Regions from separate parts of the Mus musculus genome. Here all the other regions are linked to region 3. Evidence: chromatin contacts called from public Hi-C and HiCAR-type data. All regions are on one chromosome and are shown on one strand. The core of a region is the stretch at or near the end of the contact, and the rest is flanking DNA. Distances in the headings are between cores, read along the strand shown. Region 1 overlaps Gm31813 (a long non-coding RNA gene). Region 2 overlaps Gm31813 (a long non-coding RNA gene). Region 3 has its middle 75 kb from the start of Gm31610.

Region 1 (4,653 bases), core at 1,209-3,708, 390 kb before region 3:
GGCTAATAATAGTGCCACAATGTGAACACACCTGGCATTCCTCAAGAGTTTGCTGTACTATTTGTATCTGAAAAGCTTTTTATCCCAAGTTCATTTCTTCTGCTGCTATCACAAGATATGATGTAGAATTTCCTAACACACAAACTCTCTGACTCCATTTACAGTCACCGAGATTGGAAATAGATAATTAACCCGCACAAGAACCTCAGAGGCTCTTGCACAGAAGAGATGCCGCTTACCTGGCGCTTCTGAGGAACGTTTCAGGGATTCTGGCCACAGTTATTTCAGCTCAAGTTGACTGTTAAAGAACTGTTTAATGTTCTTGTTCTTTCTGTGACTCAGTTTCTGCATGAGTTTTTTGTTTTCCAAGGTCTTTAAATCTTCACATTTTGCCCCACACCCAATTGGGAGTTAAGAAAAAAGTCCCGTGGTCTTTCACAATCCAAACTTAGGAAATCTGAACTGACAGTTTCTTTGGATTTAATCTTTGGGCCTACGTGGTCTCATAATGATTAATTGCACAGGACTTAATTTTGGCTGAATTTTTTCCACTCTCTTATTTATCTGTCCATCCATCCATCTACCCATCCATGACCTACCCATAAACAACCTATCCATTCATGACCCATTATCTATCTATCTATCTATCTATCTATCTATCTATCTATCTATCTATCGTCATCATCTATTTCCCCTATACCCACTTATTTATCCATCCATCATTCAAGCATCCATGTATCCATCCATTCATCATCTACCTACTCACCCGTTTTTACATTGAAATCCCAAGCACTAGCAAAAGCTTTCCCAAGAATGTCTATGAGGAACTGACCAAGTGGCTATAACTAACTCTAGGACCTGACTTTGAACTTCTCACTAGTTCATTGAGTATCTTTAGGATATCACTCTTTTGCTGTTGGGCTAGTGAGATGGCTCCATGGGTAAAAACTTGCCTCAAAAACCTGATGATTTGAGTATCATCTCAGGAACCCATGGTGGAAGAAGAACACAGACTATTGAAAGTTGTCTTCTGACTTCCACACATATACAATGTTATGGGTACAGTCTCTCTCATACTACACATATATACATACACACATATATTTTTTTTAATAAAAGAATCTCTCTTTGATTTGTTTGAGAGGTTGAACTGATAAAAGCATAGTTACCCTTTGTCACAGGGTCCCTTTCATCCATCTATTCTGTGTGATTGAGACAATAAAGAATGGATTCAGTGAACTGTTGGTAGCTTTAAAATCGAAAGATGTTGACACCTACAAGAATGTAAATATTTAAAAGATTAGGACAGCTGGGCATGGTGGTGCATGCTTTTAATCCCAGCACTTGGGAGGCAGAGGGCAGGCGGATTTCTGAGTTCGAGACCAGCCTGGTCTACAAAGTGAGTTCCAGGATAGCCAGAGCTATACAGAGAAACCCTGTCTCGGAAAAAAAAAAAAAAAAAAAAAAAAAGATTAGGACACAAAGTTGCATTAACATTTTATTAATTCTTTGATATGGTTTTATAATATTCCCTTAACTTCCCTCAACTCCTCCTGATCCATCTCCACCTCTCTACCCACCCAACTTTGTGTTCTCTCTCTGTCTTACTCCCGATCTAACCCATCAAGTAAGTTGTGGGGGTTTTTTTGTTTTTTTGTTTTTTGTTTTTCTTTTTTTTAGTTAAAGAAAATGAGATTTTACCCACGAAAGTGGAAGGGTGGAGTTGTTTCCTGTTTGAGTCTGGTTCAACAGTGAAAGAGAGCTGCTTGAGAGCTTGCTTCATAATGGCAGGAGGCCCAGAACAGCCTGTAAAATGGAAGCTGGTCTCCGGGTGTAGGAAACCCCAAGACTCGTGGCAACTCTGTCAGCATCCCCATGATACATTCCTGGCCAGTGTGAATCCTGCAGCATTATTCACTGAGAGTTTTCCGGAAAAGACTTTATTCTTTTTGGAGACTAGAAAGTTAACCAATTGCCTAAAGCTATGTCGTTGACGCTCCCACAGTTAGTGTGGTGTGAATTGGGGGCATGCTTGGTGCCCCAGCTCCCTTCAGTTTGGTGTGAGAGAAGGAAGAGTGGCATGCTTAGTGCCCTGAGCATCCTTCAGTGTGCTGTAAGGCAAGGAAGACACATGCTTGGCGTGTTGAAGAAGCAACAGCACTGCCCAGGTGCAGTTTAAAGGCTGTTCCTGTGCTCTAGGTTTTTGAATTGTTGCTATCATGATGTCCCGGCTGCCATCAGTGCTGACTGATTTTGGTGAGGTCTTGGCCGGCTCTTCAGTCTGGTGCTCTGCCTGGTGACCGAGTCTTTCCTGTTCGCATGCTGATCATACTTGGAAATTATGAGTCATTGAAATGCAGTCATGAATACTGGGGGTGGGGAGATTAGAAGGGAAAGTGCAGCCAGGACTTCCTGTTCCAACTCAGGGTCATTATCTAGGGGCAAGCTGGGAACTTCTATGGTGATGGGACGCCCACATTCAGCCGCCTGTGTTTGCAACACAGAGAACTGATTTAAGGAGGGCATGGGGAGCCCCTGTACAAAAAGAAACAATTCAGCCTTTTGTAGATGCCAGGGTGGACCTTCCACTTACTGCTAGCTGGTGAGACTCTTAACTATTTGCATTGGCCTGCCCTCTTCCAATGCCCAGCAGCTGCAGCTGCAGCCCTATTTAAAACAACAGGGCAGGATTAGTAACATTACCGATTTAACAGGAATTAGAAGACTTACATTCAGAGAGTGTAGGTAATTGACACCAACAGCACTTTCCTTGTAATTCATGTACTCTGATTGATTTCATTCCCCAGCTAGTCTTACGAGAATGACCAAAGCATAGTCAGCTATCAGATTACTGTGCAAAGGATATAAATGAATATTACCCTGCTATCTATGCTAGTGCTGGCAGTAAGTTTCTAAGTGGTTTGGCTTCAGAAGTCAGCCTAATTACACACTAATATAAAAGACCAGCCTTAGAACATTTCTTTGTAAGGGACAGTTTACAACTTCACAAATTGTGAAGTCAACATAAAGAACATTTGTTACTGACAGGTGCATCACTCATTGATGACTTGGGGATGTGCTTAAGAGAATGAGTCTCTCTCTCTCTCTCTCTCTCTCTCTCTCTCTCTCTCCCTCCCTCCCTCCCTCCCTCCCTCCCTCCCTCCCTCCCTCCCTCCCCACCTCTGTCATGTGTGTGTGTGAATGGAGGCCTGAAGTCTAGATACAGTATCATGAGCTGAGCATGGTGGCACACGCCTTTAATCCCAGCACCTGGGATGTAGAGGCAGGCAGATTTCTGAGTTCGAGGCCAGCCTGGTCTACATAGTGAATCCCAGGACAGCCAGGGCTACAGAGAGAGATCCTGTCACAAACAAACAAACAAAACAAAACAAAACAAAACAGAACAGAAAGACTGTTTGCCTTCTTTGATCACTCTCTGCTGCCAAGCCCTTTGAACGGTGTCAGGGATAGAGCTGACTTGGGTGGTAAGGGACTGAACTAAAGATAAACAGACACCGGGAGATGCATTGGGTACGCTTGGCTCTCTGATGGAGAACCTGCAGCATTGAGCAGCTTGGCATGTTGGTATAAAGTTAAATAGGGAAGTGGGGTTATCACATACAGCCGAACAGGAGGCAGGGTTTACCAGTCCTGGCAGAAGCTGTCTCTGTAGGAGAATAGTCTCCAGGTTATACATATCTGGCACAGGAAGTCTAGGATGGACATTTTCTGCACACCTTGTCAATATCCACACACTGACAACAAGAAGGCTTTGCCTTTCCTGTGGCCTCACGTGGGAGGAGCATTGCTTTGTGATTTTTCTCATGGTTCTGAGGCATTGGAGTCTTTGAAATGGCGGTGGCAGTGCCCATGTCAGAGGAACACGTTTACTTGGGACGCCATTCAGTCAGGCCTTCCTCTCCTTCCCGCACTTCAAACCTAGCACTCATCGACTCCACACGGCTGGCTGGTTAGTGAGCTCCAGGCTTCTTCCTGTCTCTGCCTTCCCAGTGCTGAGATTAAAAACCATGCTCTTCAAAACAACAACAACAACAACAACACATCAGTTTTGCATGGGTTCCAGTGATCTGAACTCAGGTCCTCATGATTGCTAGGAACTTGACCAACTGCCAACTGGACCATCCTTCCAACCCAAAGGAAGAATTTTATAAACTGTAGGTAGATATGTGTCTTCTTAAATCCCCTAAAATCACCCCCCCCCCCCTACACTAGTGCTGTTGTAAATGACCTCATTGCAGAAGTTTCCGTGGGTGAGATTTGAATCATGAATTATCACCATATTTGATCCCAGCTCCACACTCTACTTAACAATGCTGAGCACAGATGTTTAGTAAGTGAGGATGAGATGTAGTATTAGATCCGTGGAATCTACTCTCAAAACCTGAGGAACAATGGAAGAGAAGAGGTAGCTAGGACACAATTTGAAATCAACCCTGATTATGTTTGTCTGGATATCTATGGCAGGCACGCATGCTCTGGGACTGGCAGACAGGCATGCTCTAGGACTGAGCCATTTCTCTAGCTTTCTGTTTCTTCTGGTGACTTTCATTCAGCCGTCTGAGACCAGCCAGAGTGCCTCACCTTGCTGTCTTGCTGTATGTCCCCGGGCTCCTGTGCTGCCTCTCCCTACCT
Region 2 (4,783 bases), core at 2,048-4,547, 330 kb before region 3:
CTGGAAAGGCAAGAGCATATTTGTGTTTATAGTCCCAGAGACAAGAGAGGTTTCATTTACTTTCCATTCTCCTTCCTTGTCTTCTGCACTGGTCAAGATTTCAGCCATAGACTTTCACGTGTTCATGTTAAACACTTTCACATTCTTCTCCATGTATCATCTAGTAACTGACTCTGATTTATTCTCTTCGCTAAGGCCCTGGGAATGGCTAGTATCTGGGAATCAGGGGCACCTTCAGGGTACCAGACATTTCCTGGAGCCCTGTTAAATACCATATTCCTAAATTGTCTAGTCACAGATGGTAACTGCATGCCACTGGGCTTCTGTGACTTGCTTCTAGGTTCTCATTTGACCTGGATCGACCGTTTTGCTTATTATCAGCCCTTCTTGACCTGGGCATTGCATTTGTGGTTCCTTGAGTAGTGTCTTTGTGGGAGCTGCCTCTCCTCTCTAGTCTGACTCACTTGTTCCTGTGACCCTGTACACTCTGTCAGTGAGTAGATCACGGAACCCACTGTTCTGTAAGGTCTGCATGTGTTATTATCATCTTTCCCTTCCATGCTCCAAAACACTAGAGAACCACTTGGCATTTAGCAGGTGTTTAATAGATGGCCACTGAAGGCAGGAGTGACAGGTTAATGAATGGTGAAAGATAGACTGGTCATGAGACAGGCCATTGCCATAGGAACCGGCCCACACAGTGTCCTTGGTGTGGCACAGAGCACCCATATGGAGTGTTTACTCAGGGTGTGAACACCTACCTCCTAGGATTTCAGTACTCACTTGGCTGAGCAACACTGAAGGTCTCCTGGAATAGTTGCTAGAGAATTAAAGAGTTTCAGCTGGGGTATCTAGTAGTTGCTTGTCTTCATAAACATTGGGGTAATATATACCTGGCAGGGTCAGGTGGGTGGGTGTGACCTCATGTACACATTTTTCATGTGACAAGTTTTCCATAGTTGTTAAATATTAATTATTGCAAAGGTCCTAGAAATAATAATATTGCTTTGAAAATTAAGATTCTTGGGCTGGTGATGTGGCTCAGTGGGTAAGAGCACCCGATTGCTCTTCCGAAGGTTCAGAGTTCAAATCCCAGCAACCACATGGTGGCTCACAACCATCTGTAACGAGATCTGATACCCTCTTCTGGTGCGTCTGAAGACAGCTACAGTGTACTTACATGTAATAAATACATCTTTAAAAAAAAAAAAAAAGAAAAGAAAATTAAGATTCTTTGTCCAGGTCACTGTAAACAAAGATGTCTCCCACAGACCCGGTAGACTAGATGACTTGACGCCCCAAGCAAGATCTCAAGCTTTGAAACCTGAAATAAAGAGAGGACAGGATTGTAAATGAAAAATGGGACAGAGCTGCAACTAATTAATTCTGGAGGGCAACTACTAGCGACCCAAAGATGTCAGCTTCCTAATTTTGGAAGTGGTACATGTTAATGTTAAGTTGCAAAATGGGGAGGACGATGAGCAATGTGTGAACACTTTCTAATTTACCATTTTGATTTTTTCTATAAATGTACAATTATTCCAAAATGAAGAGTCTGTTTAAAAAAACAAGAGAACCATATAACATACTTTATTTCTTTTTAAATAATATTTTTATTTTCGACAATGGCATATATTTATACAATGTCTTTTGATCAAACCCATCCATCATTAACCTCCCTCCAACTCATCCTATTGCTCCTCTCCCACACCTCTTTCCTGACCTCATGCCTTCTTTCTTTATTTGTATTAATAACCTCCTGAGGCCAATTAATGCTGCCCATATGCACATAGGTGTGGGGCCATTCACAGGGCCATAGGCAAACTAATATCTGCCATGTTCCATTTTATTTCTTCTTAAATCCATAGTTAAGTGACAGAGAAAGCTTCTGAGAAGAAAGAAGCAAGAGAAAAGGAGCCGTCATGGCTTACTTTGTACTGGGAACTCTGGTGCCTTATAACATAACACGTCCAAGTGTAACAAAGCTATCTAAGAGAAAAGCACTCAATTAGGAACAAACAAATCTATAAAAACAGAAAGAGGGGATGAAGCCGAGTCGCTTATAATCCCAGTGAAAGTGGAAGCAGGGAGATCAGGAGTTCAAGGTCATCTCTGGCTGTATGTGGGGCCTAGGGCAGGCTACAGTACCTGCTTTAAAACAAAAAGCATTTATTTTGAAGGTTTTATAATGTATGCTGGCAGTTTTTTGTTTTGTTTTGTTTTGTTTTAAAGATAAAGGCATTTTCTTTCTTGTTTTCTTTTTAAATAGTAAAAACCTAACAACTCCGAGCTTGGTAGAGACCCTGTTTCAAGAGCAAAAAGGAAGAAGGGAGAAGAAGAAGATGGGTAATGTTCTCCTACCGTTAAAACTCTCCCGCACTTGTCTGCCTTTGGAGATTTCTGTGCCAAATTCAACAGTTAAGACTTTGGTGATGGGAAAGATGACGCTTTTCTTGTCCTCTTTGTGTATGTTCAGCTGTGTGTCCATGCACACTTGTGTATCCGTGAAATGCATGTTTGTGCGCATGCATGAGTAAGCCTGATGTCAGTCTCAGGTTTAATTCTTCAGGAGCTATGTATCATGTTTTTCTTAAAGGCAGTGATTCTTACTGGAACCTGGGGCTTGCCCATTAGGCTATGCTGGTTGGCCAGTGAACCCCAGGGATCCACCTGTTCCCACTTGCCCACTGCTTAGATTCACCAACCATCACACCAGACGTTTTACATGGGTAATAGGGATTGAAGTCAGGTTCAAATGTTTACACGGGATGAACTTTTCCTGAGTGGGCCGTCTCTGTAGCCCCACCATGGGACACTTCACTTATCCTTTTTATTCACCATCAAATGTATATATATTTTTTCTGAAAATATTAGCCTTTTGCATTTGACATGTATTGCCAGAGAAGTCACAGGGTAGAATTCTGTAGCCATCTATCAAGGCTTGAGGAGACATGCAAATGTTCTGTGTACCGACTGAGAGGTACTCTGAGCGCATATCACCATTAGTGAAGTGTGATTAGGCAGAGAATGGAATTTTACACTGCTTACCTCTTCTGACTTTTTCATTTGCAGTCCAGCCTTAGCTCATCGGGTACAGATCGGTTTACATCCTTGAATGTGCGTGAAACCAACCTGGGGCTCTTTGGAGCTCTTAATTGCTGTGTGATTTGATATCACAGTGCAGTGAAGCTAGGCAAGCTAATTGTTTTCCTGACTGAATTTCATCCCTCCCTCCCTCTGCCTGGAGGAGGGGATAAAGCAAAAAACAAAGCAGGGAATGTCTCTGGGCTGCACATCTTTCCTTTCCAGCAACATCATTTGTGATGGGTAGCAGCCTCGTCATCACACAGTCGATCATGATGAGGGATAATTATAATCCTTAAGTGGTTTCAGCTTTGGGTTGTTAGTAGTGGGAGCAAAATGAGGATGGGTGGGAGTGTGAAAGACAAATATGGTTTACTCAGCTTTAGTGTTCTCTTGCAGCATTTCAGAAATAGAAGAAAGACATTTCTCTGTGCGTCTTGCTGGGGAGCGGAGTTATAGTTCATAGCTACATTGTGTGATGTGAAACACGTACTGGACTAAAATTTATGGAAACAAATTAAATATTTGATTAATCACTTTAACTATTGATCAATTTGTATGGCTTCCTGTACATTGCCTTTTTCATAGCAATCAATAACGTGGGTGATGTATAAACAACATCTTCTGCAATAAATAATTATATTATGTAATGCGGGTTAAATTTAGAAATTGCTGTTTTATTGCATTTCTTCCTCATAAAATGTAGTGCCAAATAGTAATTGACACCGAGTTAGAGGTTTGTAATGCTTTACTTCAAATTTAATCCAGGAATTCTCTCAGAGGATTTACAGAAAGAGATCCCTGGAGCAAGAGCAAGGATGGGAAGCAGGGAGTACCTGAGCCAGGAGGCGGGGGGGGGGGGGGGGGAGGTCAAGACGTGATTGGTGGGGAGGGAAGGAGGGGCAGAGAAATTGAGAAGCCTGGTGTGGCAGATTGTCTCTTTTAGAACCCAGTAAGCCATTGTGATGGAAATGGACATCAGGCAAGGCAGAGTTCAGTTGCAAAAGGCTGAGATTGGAGCCCAGGCCCCCAGGAGGGCAAACTGCCTCTGACAATAAGATGGGAGATTTATTAGGAAGAAACACAAAGCTCTTTCCCTCTCCCTGGTGTTTCTAAAGCATTTAGCCTGCCAGGAGAACCAAGGCTTCTGTTAGCACTAATCACTTCCGGAGCGTCCCCAGTTGCTTTGAGACTAAATGTCTGCTGGCCACGAATCAATTCTCTCCCCACCCCCACCCCAAGGATTAGCTGTTTCATCTTTACGTAGATAATTCAATCATCTCCAAGAGAAATGGAGGCGACCGAAGCAGCTAGAAGCAGAACCAGGGAGCACAGTACACTCTTGTTTGCTCTGGAAGGACACCCTATTCCAAAGGAGAAGGTGGTAGTGGGACTATTTGCAGCACTGTTATCTGAAGGGGCCTTCCGTTGAAAATTATGCAGTAGCTGTATTTGGACCATTCTTTTTTTTCTTTTTTTAATATATTTTTTATTAGGTATTTTCTTAATTTACATTTCAAATGCTATCCCTATACCCTCCACCCCCACCCCGGCCCGGCCCTGCTCCCATACCCACCCACTCCCACTTCTTGGCCCTGGCGTTCTCCTGAGGAATATAAAGTTTGCTAGACCAAGGAGCCTCTTTCTCAATGATGGCCGACTAGGCCATCTTCTGCCTCATATGCAGCTAGAGACACGA
Region 3 (4,410 bases), core at 976-3,475:
GGTACTCTATCAGCTGAGCTATATCCACACTATCCCCAATTTGAACTTCCAAGATGAAAAAGGTATGATATTATATTAATCAAAATATAACAAAAGTATATTTCCAGAAGTTTTTTTTTTTAATTAAAGTAACGCTATGTCTCAAAGCTGTGAATAAGCTGCTTATTGTGAATTTTTCTTTATATTTTTCTAAGTTCTTCTAGAGCTGTTACTGTCCATGTGACCCCAGGAGATTGAAGGCCATACCACATTTAATCAGTAGTCTTGTTTTGCCAGAGGGAGAAGAGATTGGTTGTACCCTGACTAAAATGCTCCATCTGTTACAGTGGCCTTCACAGTCTAGTCTCTGTCAACTCACCTGCCACACACACCATTCCAGTTATTAGAAAAGAAGTTTAGAAAATCAGCAGTCACTCCCTAGATAGATATCTTTTAAAAGGCTGTTCCTGACCCTTCTCTCCCTGAGGAGCTGTTGGCAGTTAAGAACTCTGAGGGGGAGAGGAGCCATTTTCTCCAGTGCTGCAGCCACTGGTTAGATGGCTGTGCTCCAGTAAATAACATCCCATCCATACTCTTGCATAAAAATCCTGATTATACTCAGTGGATCACACACAAAAACGATGATACCTGGAGTGAATCTGATCAAATTATACTATATGCATCAGACAATCCTTAAAGGAAACCAGTGTCATTCACCTGGTTGACCTGATTCAATGCTCTTTCTCACCAGCACCTGCTTTGCTGATGACACCAGGACCCTTTCTAGGTCCTCACCACCCCACCCCACCCCTGCTGTCCTGTGTGGCTACTTGCACCCTCACAGAGTGAAACTAGGAGGTGGTTCTTTGTGAATCACTTTTCTGTGTCCTCCAGTCTGTCCTGTGGTGAGTTTCCTTGCTGGGTGTGACCTACTGACCTACTGCTTGCAGATCACTTTCCTTGAACACTCCAGGGTGTCCTGAATGAATGGGGCCCTGGGTTAGAACAAGCTGAGATGACCAGTTGTCTCACAGAGACGGTTCTGGAATTCATGGCTTATTTTCTGAAAGATAAGAAAGAACAAGTGTCTGGCTGAAGTTTCATTGTGCTGTGTGGAGATGGAGTGTCATCTGATTGCCCACTGAAGTCCAGTGTTAGTGAGAAGCATCAGACTACTCAAGGAGATGGGGGATGCTGAAGACTGCAGAAGGAAAGGACCAGTAGGAATTGGGTTGTGGAGAGCAGTCTGGGCTCTGGGGGACATGCCTGTAATAGAGCTCCACCCCTGACCTCCACATCACAGAAGCCTTTGAGTAAGGCTTTAAGTTTGCATCTGAAAATCTTTAGCTCAGTTCTTAGCTTTCTTTATCTCTTTCGAGAAATAAATTTTCTAGACCTCTGTCCTCTCATTTGTAACCAAATATATTGGGCCAAAATGCTCTTAATTCTAAAGTTCTGTGGTATGTAAGTTTTTTGAAAAGTCCATAAAAGTGACTCATTAGCTAATATAGAACTGAATTGTGTGGCCACAAAGAAAATCTTTTTGTTTGTGTTTTTGAGACAGGATTCCAGTATGGACCCCTAGCTGGGATTCACTATGTAGATCTCAAGTGAGCTGCCACTTTCCTGCCTTCTGCCTCCCACGCTCTAGGATACACAGGCATGATCACTCATGCCTGGGCAAAAATAGATTTTAAACTCTCTCTCTCTCTCTCTCTCTCTCTCTCTCTCTCTCTCTCTCTCTCTCTCTCTCTCTCTCCAAAGATAAAAACAAACCAAAAGCACAGAGTGGATTTAGACACATCCTTCCTACTCAGGCGTGTTGAGGCTGTAGCTCTGGGCACAGAGGAGTGAATAGGTCAGGGCATTTCCCTGAAGCGTGGACAGACAATCTTCCACTGCTCCCTCCCTCCATCTCCATGTTCCTTGTCAGGATCTAAAAGTCAGACTGGGAGCTCACCTTTCAGGGCTGCTTCCTACACCCAAATACTCCCTAAAACCAAGAGCCTTTCCACCCTCAGCCTTGTCAAATCTTTGGCCAATTAATTAGTCCCTAACCCATTAGACCCGAACCTCACATGATGCTTTCTTCAGACAGAGTCAGGGTTCTAAAAAACTGCCCAAGCTTGAGTCTTCCTTGTATCTCTTAGTCCCCTTTCCTTAAGGATGAGGCTGCCACTGCCCCACTGTTCTGGAAGCTCATAGTATTGGCTGCTCAATTCTTTGGAAACCCAGCACAGCTTCCCCTCCCCCCAGCTGCCTTGGCAACAAAGATGAAAAAGGTTCTCAGAACAGTCCACAGCCAAGAAGGGCTCTCTGGGAGACGCTCTTCTGACAGAACCAGGCTGTTAAGACAGAGTCTATTTTCTTCATGCTTAAAATACATTGCTGTGTGTGTGAGCTGCCTCCGGGTTTGGGTGACAAGTTCTCCTATTTTTGTCACATTGCCCTGGTTTCACTGCTCTCCCACCACCCAGTGTCCTGAGAAGTCCTTCTGAGTGACAAAATGTCCCCTTTAATAAATCAAACCGTCCATGTGGGGATCACACCACTTGAAATAAGACCCTGTGGAATGTGGGCAAGCCAAGCTGTTGCTGGCACTGCAGCAGCCCCTGAGCTGGAATCTCCAGCACACATGCTTTGATTTAATTGGCCTAATGAGTCTGGGCTGGATGTGACCACATGATCAATCAGGTTCTAGTTATGAGATGTTGAAAAATGGGATTACAGTAGAGAAAAGGCTTTTGGCAAATTGACTACAGCCAGGAAGCTGAGAAGGCTTGATTTAACAATCGAATCGTTTTCCCTTTATTTTTGTCCCATCCCTTGCATGCTGATAAATCACAACAAAACTGAGGTGGGTGCCTTACTTGTATGTATTATTCATCTTGCAAGTCCCTGCTCTGTTTTGATCTAAAAATGCTTTTGTTTTTCAAACGCAATAGGTTTTGTCTTGTGTGACACTAAAAACAAAACAAAACAAAACAAAACAACAACCTCCCCACCCCAAAAAAAAAAAAAAAACCAATGAAGGTTTGCTGTCTAGAACAATGAAATGCCCTTATTAGAATCTTGTTGTCCTTGTAATAGACTGGGGAAGGGAGATAAGTGTATTTTGTATAGACGTGTACATATATGAAATCATTAGTTTGAACACTTACCTGCAAGTTTAGTTACTTATCAACCCCAGTCATTTCATTACTGTTTATATAATGAGGCCCTTGATGGGCTAGCAAGATTCTGGCATGTGGGTCCCCTCCCCCCATGTTTTTCTGTGCTTGCTCAAGGGAGGAAGGCCTTGAGTCATTTCAGGACAGAGGCTCCTTGAGCAGACATTGTTCCACTGTGGGAAATTAAGGGAACTTGGCAAGCATGGTTGGTTTTCTTCTTGACTCGTTAGGCCTGAGGGAAACACAGGTATCAGTGGCATACGGCATTCTGCTAGTCATCTCTAAAAATCTCTACAGAGAATTTTTACTTGTTATTTAACTGATCTTTGGTCAAACTTGTAAGATTGAAACAAATTTACTCAACTTTGGGAACTGGTTAACTTCTTACTGTTTAAATACATAAAGTTTTTTCCTTCATTTCCTTTGTAATGTGGGTGAGAGGTTTTATTTTATTTTAGTTCTTGCCCTGGAGCTTCCTTTCAACATTAGTGGGAATAGAGAATCTTAAATTTCTAGAATATTCTGAGCAAAGGCACTCTACTGCCGAAAGGACATTTTCATATGCCACACTACACTGTTTTTGTACATCTTGGCCCAGGGAAGTTCTTAATCACTCTGCTGTCAAGGAGCATATGGTTTGGATCTAGGCTCCACCCCTCATTAGCAGGTTTTCATGAATGAGATGGTAACCAAAGACCACTGCATAAGTCATGATGCAATGTGTCTGGCAGAGCTGAAGGTGTCCTAAAGAGATACCCATGTCTCTCTATGACTATCAAACCACTGGAACAGGAACCCTAAGAAATGGGAATTTCCCCACAGTAGGAGAACAAAACATGCCAGCCGGACTGGAAACTTAGCTCTCTGAAAGAATGAAACCCTTGCAACTAGGCTGAAACCACACCTTGACAAGACATAGGACAGCCTGTCCATAGCCATTTGTTTATCTCATTTCAGGATGATGAGGGAGAGTTTCACTGGATCTCTTCATCCCTCTTTCGCAAGTGGCCAGTTTAAATATACCTCTCTTTCTCTTTGCTTTTATTATCAATGTTATTGTTATTAATTTTTTGGCTCTTTTAATTGGTTATTGAAGGTGGACAGTTGAACTAGATTTGTTAGTGTATAGGCTGTGATCTTAAAGGCTAGTAATGGTGACTTCTGAGAAACTTCAGAAGTCATCTTCGTATGCAAACTGTCCATCTTCTTTGGAGTAAGTCAAACCCTAGATATCCGACTCACAAATCCTTGCTTTTCCTAT

What was found. A called contact is a pair of places that touch in the nucleus more often than the background predicts. HiCAR-type assays count read pairs that join an accessible place to other places.
Region 1: a contact with region 3 is called in a HiCAR-type map of astrocytes, with 2.1 times the contacts expected there. The contact joins two enhancer-like sites. A contact is called at or near these places in 2 of 484 Hi-C or Micro-C datasets (the N1E-115 cell line and nephron progenitors) and 1 of 115 datasets of contacts at active chromatin or transcription factors (astrocytes).
Region 2: a contact with region 3 is called in a Hi-C map of cortical neurons, with 5 times the contacts expected there. The contact joins two enhancer-like sites. A contact is called at or near these places in 5 of 484 Hi-C or Micro-C datasets (cerebral cortex, cortical neurons and nephron progenitors) and 1 of 115 datasets of contacts at active chromatin or transcription factors (neural progenitor cells).

What each region holds. Positions count from the first base shown.
Region 1 is chr3:21,950,781-21,955,433 of GRCm38.p6, reverse strand. The region is part of intron 1 of Gm31813 (a long non-coding RNA gene); the gene reads left to right. Among named protein-coding and RNA genes, the nearest start is that of Gm31813, 11 kb to the left of the region's middle. Within about 2 kb of position 2,458, at least 218 of the 459 cell types and tissues checked have an H3K27ac peak or open chromatin away from gene starts, as enhancers often do. A contact at or near this core is called in the N1E-115 cell line and astrocytes, where this site is marked.
Region 2 is chr3:21,891,660-21,896,442 of GRCm38.p6, reverse strand. It overlaps Gm31813 (a long non-coding RNA gene), which reads left to right. Exons shown (of 8, transcript XR_001783797.2): 4 at 2,270-2,346. Among named protein-coding and RNA genes, the nearest start is that of Gm31813, 70 kb to the left of the region's middle. Within about 2 kb of position 3,297, at least 67 of the 459 cell types and tissues checked have an H3K27ac peak or open chromatin away from gene starts, as enhancers often do. A contact at or near this core is called in cerebral cortex, cortical neurons and neural progenitor cells, where this site is marked.
Region 3 is chr3:21,562,501-21,566,910 of GRCm38.p6, reverse strand. No RefSeq gene overlaps it. Among named protein-coding and RNA genes, the nearest start is that of Gm31610, 75 kb to the right of the region's middle. Within about 2 kb of position 2,225, at least 151 of the 459 cell types and tissues checked have an H3K27ac peak or open chromatin away from gene starts, as enhancers often do. A contact at or near this core is called in the N1E-115 cell line, astrocytes, cerebral cortex and 2 more, where this site is marked.